Linked DNA regions of Mus musculus: region 2 is linked to region 1. The links are chromatin contacts, called in public Hi-C maps. All regions are on one chromosome and are shown on one strand. The core of a region is the stretch at or near the end of the contact, and the rest is flanking DNA. Distances in the headings are between cores, read along the strand shown. Region 1 holds the start of Larp4b (La ribonucleoprotein domain family, member 4B). Region 2 overlaps Larp4b (La ribonucleoprotein domain family, member 4B).

Evidence for each region. A called contact is a pair of places that touch in the nucleus more often than the background predicts.
Region 2: a contact with region 1 is called in a Hi-C map of cardiomyocytes, with 1.6 times the contacts expected there. The contact joins the enhancer-like site here to the promoter of Larp4b in region 1. A contact is called at or near these places in 3 of 39 promoter capture datasets (the 3T3-L1 cell line, liver and macrophages), 11 of 484 Hi-C or Micro-C datasets (bone marrow-derived macrophages, brown adipocytes, cardiomyocytes and 5 more), 10 of 115 datasets of contacts at active chromatin or transcription factors (the HPC-7 cell line, the SCID.adh cell line, bone marrow-derived macrophages and 5 more) and 2 of 9 other capture datasets (adipose tissue and pancreatic islet).

The regions. Positions count from the first base shown.
Region 1 is chr13:9,092,560-9,095,259 of GRCm38.p6, forward strand. It overlaps Larp4b (La ribonucleoprotein domain family, member 4B), which reads left to right and starts at 1,322. Exons shown (of 18, transcript NM_172585.3): 1 at 1,322-1,621.
Region 2 is chr13:9,127,728-9,130,436 of GRCm38.p6, forward strand. All of the region lies in intron 3 of Larp4b (La ribonucleoprotein domain family, member 4B), which reads left to right. Among named protein-coding and RNA genes, the nearest start is that of Larp4b, 35 kb to the left of the region's middle. Within about 2 kb of position 1,329, at least 45 of the 459 cell types and tissues checked have an H3K27ac peak or open chromatin away from gene starts, as enhancers often do. A contact at or near this core is called in adipose tissue, bone marrow-derived macrophages, cardiomyocytes and 3 more, where this site is marked.

The sequences.
Region 1 (2,700 bases), core at 72-2,571:
GAACTACCAGGGAAGGGAAAAGCATTAATAGTACTAATGTTGTATATTCTTTCCAGTACCAGAGGCAAGCTTTACTTACAATTTATTATCTTTAGAGACACGTCAATGAGTAGGGCACATAGTGCCAGGCAGTACTTCCAACTCGGGAGGTGGGAGGCAAAACAATCAATGCGAGGGAGCCAGCCTGTGTAAAAATAGTGAGAACTGGTCTTTGAAGAAGAAATACCGTGAGAATAGTTACTATGAGACTAAATACTGTGAGAATGCCTGTGAAATAGTTAACTAGGAAACAGTCTTAAGCCTAGTAACTGCAACAAGGTGTCACATAGAGGCTGGGTGAGGTGGCTCACTTGGTTAAGGCCTTTGCTCTGAAGTGTAAACACCAAGAGTTTGAGCATCAAGACCCAGAGGGAGGAAGAGAAGAAACTCCCACAAAAAAGACCCAATACAGGAGAGTCAAAGATGGTTCTTCCAAAATGCACTCTTCAGTATTTGAAAAATGTTCCTAGAAACCAATGAGCAGAACCATGGTATGGTATGGTATGGTATGGTATGGTATGGTAACCATGGATATTGTTCCAAGAGAGCTTTTTCATTCGGGAAAAATTCGTATGGCTTCGAATAATGAATTATAGACAGTAAGCAACCGGCGAATAAACGCAGATAAGTAGGCAGCAAGTTTTAAGTAAAGTAAATGTAATATACGTTTTTTCTTTTTTTTTTTTAAAAGAAAATCGATAAAAGAAGGGTTTTAGTATTTTCAATTCTCTGGGAAGCGACAAGAGCAGGTTTCTTTGCTTATCCAAATCATTCTTGTCCCATACTGAAGTCGGGGAAGCTGTAGAGAAATGCCGGACATGGGTCCAGGTCCTGGGGACAGCGGGTCCGGAGCGAGGGGTGCGCTTTCAGGACGCCACCAGCCTGGGACGCCCCACACCCCAGCACTTGCTCATAAGATGCTAAGCTGCCTACAACTGGCGCTCCGACTGCTACAGGGCGGGGCTTGCAGAATGGGCGGGGAGAGACGAGGTGTGCGGCGCGCGCAGCAGCTCAGGGCGGGGCGGGGCGGGGTGGGGCGGCGCGGGGCGGTGCGGGGTGTGGGGGGGGAAATTGGCGTCGTGCGCGCACGCGCCAATCACAGATGCCGCGAGATGGGTGCGCGCCGAGAGGCCGGGGGAAGTAGAAGGGAGGACTCGCGTCCCCTCTTAGCCAATCGCTACGCAGCGCCTCCATGACGCTAGGCTCTCCTGGGCGCCAAACGCCAGTCGGCGGGCCGGGTGGGTGAGGGCGCCGGGGTAGGGCGCGGGGCCGCGCGGGGGTGGGACTTCCGCAGGGCCCCGGAAGTGGGATCTGTGTGTTCTCATGCGAACGGGAAGGAGCGTTGGGGATCTGGAGTCTCGAGGTTGAGACATTTTCGGGCCCGAAAAAGGAAGGATCGGCTGCCGTCGCTGCCAAGTCCGCGCCCGCTCTTCTTTGCTGTCTCCGGCCCGGCCCGGCCGTGCCGCCTTTTCTTGCCGTCTCCCTCCTCGGCCGTCCCCGCGTGTTTTGCGCGGTCGCCGGGCACCGGGGCTGCGGCGACGAGCCCGCGGGCGGCCGGTCGGGCGGGGCGGGCGGCTGACAGGTGAGCGGGGCGGTCCTCGGTCACCGACGGGGCGGCCTCCCTCCGCGCCCCGTGCTCGGACCCGCGCCTCCACCAGCCTGTCACCGGGCCGCCATCTTCCCGGAGGGACGGGGCCAGTGGCGGGCAGGGCCGGGCCCGGGCGGGGAGGGGAACGGCACAGGGCCGGGCTGGGGCCGGCGCTGGGGAGGACAGAAAGAGGGGCAGTGCCGCGGAGGGAGCGGCAGGGCAGGCTGGACTGTGGCCCCGATAGCCCGGGGTAGGCTGGACCTGGGAGGACCTGCGGGCCGGGGTCAGACCTGACTGACACGGCCCTGGCCGGGGAGGACTGGAGCGAAGTGAGACGTGTGCAGAGTCTTCCCGGAGGCCGCGTCTCCCAGGCTCTTGGGGGTTTGCCTATGCAGCCCGAGGAGAATGGGCTGGGGTCGCAGGCCACCATCGCCCCGAGGGCAGGCGGGCGGGCCCCGGGGACCCGCAGTGCGGCGCCCGGGGCCTCGCCCCCCTCGGTCCCGCCGGAGACCGGCCAGACAGCCGCGCTCGCTGCTGCGGGGAGAGGTGGCTCATTAGGGAATCGCATTCCTTTAGAACCAGGAAGTTAGGATCCTGTTGCTCGAGTGTGTGTTTGGAATGCTGCTCCCTTTTCCCCCATACACTTGATAGACTTGAGCGGGTCCGACTTTGAGATAGTTAAGAAATAAAAATTAAATGTGAAGACTCATGGTAACCGGCCAGGAACCTCTTAACCACCTGCTTCTCAGTGGTGTATAGTAGAACATGAAGTTTGTTGAGTTGAGGTCATTGCATCTTGTGACTTTCAGTGAATGTAATCTTGTTAACCCCCTCGTTTTTTGGTGTAAGGTGGCTTTGAATTTGGACTGACTCGAAATGTGAGAAAACGACCCGGAGAAAAATGATCTCAATCTGCCTTCCATTCGCGACCTTCTCACTGGCGTTGGAATACTTTGTTTTAATCATAAACTGAAACTTTGAAGTTTTCCATAACTGAACAAACGGGAGGGCTTCCCATGGCTGCAGTGGAATTAGTTTGTAGCACACAGTCAAACAAGGGAGTTTTAAATAGA
Region 2 (2,709 bases), core at 79-2,578, 35 kb after region 1:
TAGAGTTAAGTGTTTGAAAATCAGATAAAACCATGTATATGTTTCTGTTCTCCTCCGGCTGGCTGTTCTGCAGCTTTAGATTCCATGTGCCATTTGAACTTCAGCACAAGAAGTCTGATGAATGTCAGGCAGGACTCTGTTGTCATTAGGATTTGGATTTGAGTGGCAGGAGCATGTGACTACTTTGCAAGGAGCTATTTTTGGTATGGGCTGTTGGCTTAGTCTCCAAACTGTAGCAAGTTAGTGTGAGACACATTTGTAGAGGCGCAAAAAAGGACGAACATTGTGATGTGAGTTCTGAAGTTTCGATATGGGCTGTTGCTTCAGCAAAGAACTCAGTAATGACAGTGACAATGAGAAAATTGGCCTGTTACAAAAATGTGTGGAAGAGAAGAAACCGGAGACCAAGATAAGTAAAACTTTATCTTCATTATTTGATACCCTTGAAGGTGAGGAGCTTCATACTGTTGAAAATGGACCCAGCAGAGCAGCCGCTGGTGTTACTGTGTGGACTAGAGTTTTTACCAGGTCCAGGCACAAACAGGATCATAGATCAAAGCAGTCATTGAATTCTAATTCCTCTACCACTTCTGAGTTCTTTTATGGGTCTGAAAATTTAGATGAGGTTAACAAGAATTTAGATACTGTTGCTACCGAAGAGAATTCTGAGATTGCCAGTGATCCACTGGGTATGAATAGTGATAGACAGGCTTGTTCTGAAAATGACCAGCCTTTCTCACGTGTGCCCATGTCTTCTGACCAGCAGGAGAAAACTTTTGTAAGTGACCATCTACAATGTTACCTGGCCACTTGCAAAAACTCATTAGAAAAAGAAAACGTGCTAAATGGTGGAATCAGTAGTTTAAATGAGAGTAACTCTGTTAGTGTGTCTGCTGGAGAGTTGCAAAATACAACCCGTATTTGTGTTGGTGACAAACTGTGTAAGAATTCAAGGGAAAGCAGATTTTATAGTATTTGTGCTGTAGATCTGGATTGTATGAACATGGATGAGGGACTGTTCACTCCCATGTATGGAACAGCTGCAGAAGAAAGCCATTCAGCTGTTACTTACCAAGTTTTCCAAGAGGATCGGCCCTTAGATAACAGGGAAGAGCATACTGCCTCAGATGCCATACAGAGGGCAGGAGAGCGAAAGCTGCAGCAGGAAGAGCTCTTACCCCAAGATGTCCTCGGCCCACGTGACACAAGAGAAGTGTCTAGTGAGAGAAGTGAATGGAGTTCTGATCCTTTGGTGGACAGTGCTGCATCTGATGAAGCACTCATCAGTGACCTGCAAGCTGAGTCTCTAAGGGCAAAAGTTCATGCCAAATTCCCTAAAGATCACACAGAACATAGTATATTACATAATACTGGCCTACTCCCTGAATTAACTATTAACATAGGCAGTGACTCATTACAGCGCATGTGTGCTGTATCTGAAGAGAGAGAGAGCAGTGCTTCAGGAATAGGAAGTCAGATGGGTGATTCACTTGTTAATTTACCAAGTGATAGTTCCCATGTTGATGGGATTGCTGAACCTGCGGCTACAACAGTTAGCACTTGTCAAAGTTTAAACTCTAAAATGGAAAGAGAGCACAACTCTGAAAAGCCACTAGACTGTAATGATTACTTCCACATCAGTGTTAGCAGGTCAGGTAGGACCCTTTCCTTTGGTCTAGATAAGATTAATTTAAGTCCTGAAAAGTTAGCGTCAGAGAGCTTAGACAGGGACTATCTCCCAGTTCATGCTAATTTCAAAGAAGCTGCCTTGAGCAAACTTGATGGCCCTAATCCTATATCCCACCGGGGACCAGTGTGTGTGGAGGAGCAACCCTTGGGGGATAGCAATCTGGAAACTGGAAGTATCCAGCTGGCAAACAGAGGTGAGCTGTTCTTGTGTTCTGAAAATAGTTCCATTTGTCAAGATGAGGATAAAATGAGCATTTTAGAGACGGAGAGCCGTGCCAAGAGGGAGTTGAAAAGTTGGTGTCAAGCAGATGTCTGTAGAGGTAATAGGGCAGACAAGGCTCAGAGAGAAACTTATGATTTAACGCAAGTGAAAAGTGAACCAGACACAGAAGAGGTGGTCCAGAAGGCGGATCTCCTGAAGCTTGGACTTTCACAAAGAATGCCAAATGACGAGTCTCACTCCAGACCGCATCAGGGCACAGTAACACCCCCTGCATTTATTTTCACTTGTACTGGTCCTGAAGCAAGGGAAACAGGCCTACATGACAAAACAGGAGATAAAGTACATGTGAAGAGCTTGGTTGGTGTATTACACAACCAATTCAGTGGGCCCTATGTACTAGCAAACGCTGAAAAGGAACCACAGAAAGCTAATTATAGAGAGATCTGTGAGAAGAACACAGGAAATGCCGAGTCCAGTTTTCATTGGGAAACCAGTGTTCTTAGCAAGGTTGTGCCCAATGGGAATATGGTAACTTGTATTGGTATTGGCATAGCAGCAGATCCTGACTGTGAAACTAATCAAATTGAAAACAGTTACAGAACTGATGGTGTGAATGAAGACCCAGACCTTACAGTTGTGCCACCTTTAAACCACAGTTTATTGTCACCTGAAGAGGAGTGGGCCAACAGTGACAGAAGCCCAGACCTGTGTCTCATTAACACTGAATCAATTCAAGATGTTTCTAAAGCCTTTGGTAATGATGCGTCAGAATTGAGCAAAGAAAAGCTAACATGCAA